2 separate regions of the Dromaius novaehollandiae genome follow, and region 2 is linked to region 1. Evidence: chromatin contacts called from public Hi-C data. All regions are on one chromosome and are shown on one strand. Each heading gives the region's core, a stretch centred on a gene start, on an enhancer-like site or on the middle of the called end of the contact. The rest is flanking DNA. Distances are from core to core; before and after follow the strand shown.

Region 1 (4,823 bases), core at 1,543-4,042:
TATTAAACAATCTTTTCTGGTACAGTTGTAAAATAACCTTATGATCTCACTCTTACAATCCCATTCTCTTCATGCTATTATGAGCAGTTTCATATATTGTAGAGGAAGCAGAAAGTATCAGAAGGCCACGCATAATGCAGTTTATGCTTTTACAAGAAAACAGTTTTGATGGAGAAATGACTGTTGATTATCCTCTCCTAAAGGATCCATTTTAGGGTTTCTTTTTCAGATATTTGTTTTCATAACAGAAAGCTACATGCACACAAACAAAATCCCCAGCAGAGAGCAAGAAATGACTCTAAAGAGAATCTGTCTGAACGATTGTGAAGACCTTTTTTCCTTTGCGCAACTTTGACGGATAAAAAGAAGCTGCTTCTTGTTTGAACTTACTGGAAATCGATTGGCAGAGACCTCAAGCTGGAGTTACAGGGAGAGGGCAATATTGCTGTATTACGTATATGCACAACCCTCCATTAGAGAACCCCTGAATAAGAATGGACAGGTATGCGTGGAACATATCCTTGTTTAGTAATATGAGCAGTGCCTTTTTTCACTAGCTATCCTGGAGCAGGAACCCAGACTCTTAACAGGGGCATCTTAACAGGTGCATCCACCATTAAAATGCACCTCTTAATAATATTATTTGTTATAACAACTCTGAATAATCGTATTTCTTTATAATATCTAACATTATCTTAAGTCTATTTTTCTTCCTCAAGTAGAATTCCAGTGATCAAATCAGTACAGGCTGCATGGTTGCAGTCATTTTTGCTTTAGGCCTATGTCATGATGTATGTCTCTCAGTCCTTTTAAATATCCCTACTAACCAGAATACTTTCACTCTGAAATGAATTCAAGCACTCTGGTTTGCTCTGTGCTGCTGTCTCTCTGAGGTATTTGCTATCAGTGGTATCATCATTTGCCATCAACCTGGACTCAGTCATCTCAATAAAATAGCTATATTCCGTCACTCACATCTCATGCTGCTTTTTTAACATGGTGAAGAATAATCTACTGGTAGTGCCATTTAAATGGAATAACATTTGATAAAATTACCTGCTGGAAATGCAAATCCATGATCGGTTGGGAATTCATGGATACCTTGCTGTATATTACCCCAGAGCAGAAACACCTCTCTAATCTCTCTGCTCCAAGAACAAATGGCCTTTGAAGAGAAGAAGTTCTACTAATTGCTAGTAATAAAGCAGCTTGGGTAATTCTACTCATCACTACTCACTTTTACTCCAACGTGTGCCTGTCTTTTTCAGCCCATTCATCTTTGATTTTCCTTGCCAATCCTTGACTTAGTAGCAGAACCATCATTTAGGTTTCTTTACTTTAGCAGTGGCAGACACCAAACAGCACAGCATTAGTATATTCCCGTGCCAACAGCAACTGACTGCATTTCATCCAGTGGCTAGCATCCAAAGTATACTAGCCTTGACTTGCTTTATACAGGAACGTATGTTCTGTCATTGCATGATGTATTTGCAAAGGGGCTGCAGAAAAAGTTCATGTATTAGACTATCTGCTGTCCGATAAGCATGCTGATCAGGTATTTGGCATATGCCTTCCCTGTTACATTCAGAGCGATTCTGGCGCACAAATGCTCTTTTGGAAAACAGTACATATACACTGATCTGTAAGTCTAACTTTGGTCAGGTAAACTGCAGGCCCCTCATTTTTGCTAGCATTACTGAATTCAGAGTAGATCTTGGCAGTAGCTGACAGCTTCCCTGCTAGTTGCCATGCATAATTTTGATGATCAGTTCAGCCCAGGTCTGCAATATATGTCAGGGGGCTGCTGAGAAAAATAGCATGCAATCATGGAACTGAAGTGTGCCGTAATAGAGACACAAGAGAATTGAACTGAAATTCTGTGTACTACCATCATTCTACCACTTTCTAACTTTGCTACACTGCAAAGTTGCAAGCTTAATAAAATGCTTTTCACTTCTTATAGTGTGTATGGATCTAATTTATAATCAAGAAGGAAGTGTACTTGTTGCTTGCCCAGCCACAGCATTTAAATCAGAGCACCTGCACTTTATCTTGTACAACGAGAAACAAAGGGTAACAGTTCAAGCATGGGGAACTCTAGACAGGCGTTTGGGGGAAGTGATGGACATAAATAAATGGAAACTAATTATCACTTCTGTTTGCCTGCTCATCTCTATCCTGTGTTATTTCCTTGTACTAAAATGTCTGTTTCTACACATGAATTGCTATTCCTTTCACCTCAGTTTCTTTCAGACTGTTAATTTGGACCTGGGGCTCTCCTTTATGATATATTTGTTCAGTGCTTGGCACAACAAAGCCCTGGCCTCAGCTGGAGCCTCTGGATACTGAGATTATAACAATTGCATGCAAGATGCAGAGCTTAGAAAGAAGCCCCTAGCAGTATAGCTTTAGGCCATATAGTCAATATCTTCAAGAAGTTCTTAATAGTCTGCAAAACCAGCGCTGTTAGCCAAGCTATTTGCAAGTAGTTGGACATGAATAAGGGTTTGAATGGTACCTACGTGACTATGGCAGCTATACTTGATCTCCTGTACTTCCATCCTCAGAAGGACAGTTCTTGTGGGAGTAAGCAGCATTTCCGTATCACAACACTTCATTTTTAATACGTGCCTTTTAAGAGGCTGAACTCTTGTGACTGAAGCCAGAGACTTGCTGCTAACCAGGGCTGGAATAGGTGACACTCTTCTCCCCATTTGTTAATGCAGACAGTTCATCCACAGACCGCTGGCGTGAAGATGTAGTTTTCCCTGTGAACCACTAGATGCCCTGAGATCTCTTTGGTTCAATGTTTCTTTCAACAGCCAAAACTGTTACTAGGGAAAAGCGAGCAAGAGCATCTCAGCTAAGCCATGAAAACAATAGCGTCTTGGCTGGTGGGGTGTATTTTCCAGATTAAAGTAATATCTGCTCTATAAATGTTTTCTGTTCAAATAGTGAAAGGAAACCAGTATACATGGTAGGGAACCTATCAATATCTCTATTGCAAGGATGAAAGATGGTTCCTCAGGGCAATGCTGATAAAAGCAAATAAATTAATATTACAGAGATGGAAATCTCTCAGTTGTCCCAAATAATAGACAGTTCTGCAGAAATTTAGCAATTCTGGCAAAGGCATCCTCAGAAGCGCAGAGCACAATAAGAGACAGTTAATACAGTCTGAGTTAAGTTCTGGTGCTATTGCACACTGATATAAGCTAAAGTAATGCCACTAATTTCAGTGAAGTTATTCTAGGTTTACATCAGTGTAAATGAGAGCAGAATATGGCCATATGAGTACTAGACTTGTGCATGTGATCACACCTCCAGCACTCAAGGCATGGCACCTGTTGTCCCTGAGGCAGCAAAGCTCTTAAGTATGTGATAGCCTTTAATCTCCTGCATGAAGACCCTTGCTGACTACAGCAGGAGCATCCTAGCACTTAAGCATATGCATAAATGCTTTGCTTTGGCACGGCCAAGGTTTTCAGCACACAGTAGCACTGATGTGTGAAAGGGCTCTGCCTTGCAAAAGTGTGAGCTGCTTTGGTGGTTTCCACGGCTGTGCAGAGCCCGGGAGCAACCCATCAAGGCCCAGGTTCTAGTCATGTGCAGATGAACCTAAGCCTTGCTCCAAAGCATACATCAACCTCCTGAGGCTCTGCTCATGCCTTTCTTGCCACTGCGGGAAGCAGTGTGCATGGACAGAAAGGACAGAGCTTGCTTTAACTCACATGTACCTAATCTAGATGATCAGTGCTTAGCATAGAACATGATTGTGCTGCAGCTGTAACATCACTGAGTTATATGTCTGCTACTTTGAAGTATGAACTCATCCTAGATCTACTCAATGGGCACCTTGGTGTAGATTTTAGTGAGGTAAAGCTTAAACTTCAAATATTTCTTAAGACACTTAAAAATGTTTGATATATATTTGTTGTATGCATCTGCATCTCAGGTTACAGGGCTCTGTCTGAACTAGTGTAAAGTGACAGAACTTCTCCAACTTCCCTTGACTTGACCTGGGCACTCTGTTTAATGAGGGGAGATGCTCTTTCATAGCATGGGCCCTTCTCTCCAAGCATTTCAACATTCTTCACATAGTAAGGAAGTACCAGGAGTACTGTTTTTTAGAAAGCGGACCTTGCAAAGATCAATTCCATTGCTCAAAGCTACTCAGGAAATTAGTAGTAGAAGTGGAAAAATAGCAGAGCTATCCAGACTCCTAGTTTTCCACTTTCAGTGCTTCATGATCCTGCTATATTAGCGCATTTTCTGAAGGATCACCTCACTTTATTCTCTGGGGTCTCTGAAGAGCTCTCTGAAACAGCTTGGGGGATCCCCAGTACAGCAAAAACCCTTCTGAAAATAGGTAAAACTGCTCTCAACTGAACAGTTGTTCCTTTACAAATGTAATCATATAACAGGAAGCACCTTTGTTTCCTGTTGCACAAAGGATGTGGAGACAGGCTTACATGTGCAAAATTTTAAGGCATCACCTCTCCACCTCTTTGCTTTGTTGTGGTGTTAGAATATATTTGCCCTCACTGGCAGCTTCAGGGATTTCCCTTTTCTAGGGAATGCCATAAGTAAGTCACCAGCAAAGGGTTGTCAGAATTACCTAACAGAGGCAATAGAAGAAGCTCAAAGAATCAGGCACAGTATAGTTGCATAGCCACTATAATTAGGCTTATGTTTGTGAGTTTATACATTATACATCCATCCACCTGCATTCTTCTCAAAGTCTGACCTTTCTGAGCATAAGAGGTGTAAGCAGCATGGTGACCTGAAGACTTGTTTTTTTCAGCATGACTCAGAATGTACCG
Region 2 (5,272 bases), core at 435-2,934, 690 kb after region 1:
TTTGTAGATGTGGCTCAGTTTGGACCCACATCTTTTGTCTTGCTAGGGTTTGCCTCACTGCCAAGACCAAAAACAATAAACAAATTAGGCCAAAGAAGGGTGTTGTTGTTTAGTTTGAACACAGAGCAACGAAATGTGAAATGAATTTCTGTATACATAATCTTAGCCAAATGAGGCTGTCAGATGTTTGTTTCTTCAACTTGCCTCAGCACTTTATACCACAAGGAAAATGTTCCCTGAGTGTAAAGCACAAGCAAGTGAAACAAAAAACCATGAACGCAAATATTTATCATTTTCTTTCTCATTAGCATTCCTTGCTCAAAAGCCAGAACGTGCTGCTTGTGCTTACTCACTCTCCACAAGTCGCCTGGCTCCCTCATTGCTCTTCCAGCAGGCAGCAGGTAATAACAATCTGCCATGTGAGACCGTTGTGTGGGAGTGCTCCAGTGCTCAGGGGAAGTAGGAGACGGTGCAAGGGTTGCCCTGTGACACGCACCCAGGCTTTCTGAGGCTGCTGCAGACACCTCACTCTGGCAGCAGGAAGCAGGGATGCACAGGAAAGCACTGGGTCCCAAGGGGATTCAACACTCTTAGGCTGACCAGCAAGGATCTGGAAGTGCCTCACGCTTTTGAAGGAGCCTTAACTACTGGTCAAGACAGACCAAATAACGTCACACATGTTCCTTGTCCTAAGAATTTTTCTGTGAGAGAGGACAAGCTTGTTCCAGTTGTCTGGGACATCACAGGCTTCAAAAAGCCTGATTTAGGCTAGAAATTCATAACACAAAGACACTAGTTTGTTTGAAAGTTGCTAGAAAGTTCAAGGCCAAGTGAACATGGTATCAGCTCATGTTAGGTATGTGCTCATACAGCTCACATACATGCTTAAAAAATTGCTTTCAGAAAGTACTTGCAGAAGAAGCTCCCTGTTGTGTTACTAGGTTTGTCCAAGTCCCAGTATGAGATGCACATGCTCAGTGTGGTATTACCTCCTCTAGCACCACTGAGAGGATTTTAAAAGATAATGGTCTACTTCTCACCTTCTGATGGATTCACACTGTTGACTTCAGTTAAGTTATTGTGATTTAAACAGATGTGAGGTGAGGTGAGGTCAGAATCACTTTTCTACAAGGATATTTAGACACAGTACAATGAAAGAGATGGAGCTTAAACACCAGGAGACAACTTTCTGACAATAAAAACACTGTACAGGATTGCCTGAGAAAGATGTGGAATCTCCAGCACTGGAGACTTTTAAGCGTGGATTAGAGAAATATTTCCAGGAATAGGTTATATATGTGAGATCCTGCACTGGGGCAGGAGAAACTATATACCTTCCTGAGGTCCTTTCCAGATGTATTTTCTGTGATTATCCAGTTCATTTTAACCATATTTAACTAATTTACATACACATGTTGGCAGCAAGTCAAATGTCATATTTGACACTTAAAATTTGATTTATTACACTCATCGAGTGCTTTGCTCTCTATGATTCTTTCTGCATTGTTTCCTGGACCTAGATCTCACAGACCTGTATACTGACTTGATTAATTAAATTCCTCCCAGGCCCCCAGAGTATTATCATTTTAAGACCCAGCAGTGCAACATTTGATTTACTGCATGAAACTTCCTCTTCTTCAGTACCAGGCAGTGAAAATATGTCAGCACAGTCTCACATCAAAGAGAATATGAAGGGGAAAAATGCCTGTGCAGTCAGCTGGTTCTTTCCAAACCTCATTCATATACTCTGTATGTGTGTGCTTGGGGGAAAGGGGAAGGACAAGGAAGAAAGTTTTAGATGAGAACTGAAAGTTAAATTAATCTGGAAGAAGGATGAGAAGTAATGAAGCTCTTTACCCTGCCAGAAAAAATCAGGAAACCTCACAGAAGGAGGAGATGAGTTTGGAAGTGGTGATCATATCATTACAGTGCTGAATATGGATCCTTTCATTTCAAATATAATGACAATAAAGGAACAGGAAACAGGAAATGATACAGGTTGAGTACAGAAGGTGAAATGGAGTTGTAAAGTTGTGCAAAAAAGTACCATGCAAAATGTGAAAAGGTATGAAGGCTGAGGGGCAAAGAGAAGAGAGAAGAGAAGAGAAGAGAAGAGAAGAGAAGAGAAGAGAAGAGAAGAGAAGAGAAGAGAAGAGAAGAGAAGAGAAGAGAAGAGAAGAGAAGAGAAGAACCTACAACAGAAATAAAAACTCAGCAGTTGTGGGGAAAAAAGCTTTGCTTTTTGAGTTTTTTTCCTAACTTTCCTTTTTATTCCTTTCTGTTGCTAGAGAAACTATAGTTTCTTGGATCAGTAGCTCACAATGTGTAGTAAACTTGTTATATGTGGTTTCTGACCATTACTGTAGAATACAGTATTATTTTTAAAGACAGATTTTAAGCTAGTTTATTCAATGCATGCGTTGTTGTTGCCATTATCTCTTCAAAGGAAATTATACCTTGCATCTGAATTTCAGCTACTTCTTTATAAAAAGATGAAAATCCATCCAATTCTGTTCATAGAAACACTGGTCAAATCAAAATGGTGTTGCTGTTGAGAATTTAAGCTAACTGAAAACTCTTGACATGAAATATGAAGAAGTAGCATTATGTTTCCACCAAGTATTGGGGAACAAGACAAGACATTTGTGTGTTACATTATGTTTTTAATCCCTGCTAAAATCTTGACAGAGGGGTGCACTGAACACAACAGAGAGCTCTGCTTGCCTGGGAAAAGGGGTGAGGGGTGGAAAAGCAAGAGAAAAAGACAAGAACTTTCCTTTCCTTAGGAGGAAAGGAGAAGAAACTGTCAAGCCTACATACTGATTCGTTGTTTGAAGAGTACTGCTTTTACAAAGCGTGAGACGTATAACACCAGGGAGAGTATGGAAAGATGCAGGAATCAGAGCAGCATCTTTACTCCCCCTTCTTTTCCCTCTGAGCTGCCACAATAGAGCTTACATCTGGACTCTGCTAAATGAAAAATCCATTTCCCCCTGGATTCATGATATAGAAGACATTTGAGACTAGAACCTGAAACCTAAATAGGCACTTTATTCCATCTGCACTCGGGAAGTAATATTAATCATAACAACAACAGCAAAGCTAATAACTACCTCACCATGCTGATGCCTTTGTCTACGCCAGATCTGCATTAGTGATTCTGCTTCCATTGCTTTTCTGGGATCTGGGATGCTGTAGGGAATTACAAGTGTATTTATACAGTTATTTTGAAGGTGCTATATGTTTCATAAACAAATGATGTTTGGAGCAAGGAAGCTTTCAGAGCAAGAAAGGTTCTTCTGCAATGTTTGCACAGGGCCTAGCACAGTGGGTCCAAATCACAATTAGGATTGCTTGGAGTTATAGGAGTACTGCACAGAGTGATAAGTAGGACGTGTGAGTGACACCCACGGTATTCTTCAAATGCAGCTTGATCACAAAGTTTCATTAGTGTTAATGGTTGCTACCTACAGAGAACAATTTCTTACCCTCAAGCCAAATGTTTTTTACTTAGAACATGGGGAAAAAAAAACAGTGAAGGAAAGAGTTGAAGTAAGATACCATAGCAAGAATGTGACCCCATGTGTTTTTTATCCCTAACTGCCTCAGCTCTTCCACGCAAAATGGCAGCTGTCTCCGCAGATGGCAGAAACTTAAAAATGAAAAAGCCTGGTACATAGAAAGCAGAAAACTGTAACACTTCTCTAGCTTCATACCCCTGAATCACATCTTGCTGCAGTCCAATATTTCCCCTAGGTCCACAGCTGAACAAAATTCTTTTCTATATTCAGCCATCTCCAACTGCTGCAGAAAGAGCCCTGTGATTTGAACCTGAGCCTTTGCTGAGAAGTATGCAGCCCATAACCCATTTATTTAATAATATACATGGTAGGTGGCAGAAGGGTCAGTGTATTCTTTTCTTTCACCAGGTCAAGGGATTCCCGCATATAAAAAGTCCATTGCAAACATTTATTGTAATCTTAATGGAGCAATGGGAGATAACAAAGCCTGCACCCTTATCAGAATACCACAATTAAGAAAATTCAGCTTGGAGCTGAATACATTATTTTGCATTTTGAATTATTTTTAAACAAGCTCCTCTCCTGCCTAAGGTGGATATGAGCTGATAACTACACAGTCATTTCATTCATACATCACGAGAATAACAACACTGTGAATATTGGAAAATGTAGGCCCCCTTCATTTTATGCCAGAAAATTGGCTCATATTTTTGCAACCTGGTGGCCTAAGAGACATATTCTTTCCACAGCTGGCAAACACATCTATTATAAATTGTCAATTCCTTAGAAAGTTCAGTTGCCTTCAGCAAATGTAATAAGCTTCTCAAAGGTCTTTGTCTGATTTTTCACTGCATTGGAGCTGAAGTGTCTCATGACTTGTAAACTTTTGAGCAGTCAGGCTCACTTTTCAATAATGATGGATATAAATGTCTCTCTCCTGATTTTTTGTTACCAGAATTATATAGAGAGACTCCCTGGAAGTTAGTTAAATGGAACTAGTATAAAACTGGAGCATCAGCATCTCCCTGCATAAATTTACAAGCACTGATTCCAAAAGGTTAACAATGTGGCAGATGGGTATCACAATGTGTGAACTCAGAAGAGCTGAGAATTACAAGGTTTGGTTCCAAAAGCAGTTAAAAGTTTAAGCATTTCCCTAAGCTCTTGAGCAGGCTTTCTTGACTGACATAAACCACCTGCTGCTTCAGTTCAAGCCAGTAGTAGTCCAGTAACAGCACTTACAAGTCTTTTGATTTACTTTTGCTCTTCATCTCATTGAGAAACTGAAAGCATGGAAGCAGAAGTTAAATGTATAAGTGCAAACCCTATTTAAACAAATAAATGTCAGCTTCTGGAAAAAGTTAGTCTGTGTCCATTTTTAGGTTAAAGTCAAGTGTCTTCTGTGCTGATTTTATGCTGAGATTCTTTCACTTAGACAAACACTTTTGTAATACCTGGAAAAAATAAATTTTCTAGCCTCCCCGCACAAAAGCTGTTCCTGCAGCTTCATGCATGCGACCACAATGTGCAACTTTTCTTCCTGTGGGTAGAAAATTTCCCTTCTCCTTTCATAAGGACAAGCTGAAACAAATGCAGAGAACTGGGAAAATCTGAAAGTAAACAAAAATATGTACATTTTCCTCACTTTGCTGTCTTTTCCATGTATTATATTGCTTTTGCATCTTTATATATTAATCAGAAAGAGCAAGGATGATCCCCATGGCTTGGGTAAGTCACTACTGGAAATAAGT

Evidence for each region. A called contact is a pair of places that touch in the nucleus more often than the background predicts.
Region 2: a Hi-C map of brain shows a contact between it and region 1, with 3 times the contacts expected there. The contact joins two enhancer-like sites.

Annotation. Positions count from the first base shown.
Region 1 is chr3:95,622,534-95,627,356 of bDroNov1.hap1, forward strand. No RefSeq gene overlaps it. Among named protein-coding and RNA genes, the nearest start is that of MOCS1, 29 kb to the left of the region's middle. Within about 2 kb of position 2,793, at least 2 of the 2 cell types and tissues checked have open chromatin away from gene starts, as enhancers often do.
Region 2 is chr3:96,315,382-96,320,653 of bDroNov1.hap1, forward strand. All of the region lies in intron 1 of LOC112995916 (a long non-coding RNA gene), which reads right to left. Among named protein-coding and RNA genes, the nearest start is that of LRFN2, 210 kb to the left of the region's middle. Within about 2 kb of position 1,685, at least 2 of the 2 cell types and tissues checked have open chromatin away from gene starts, as enhancers often do.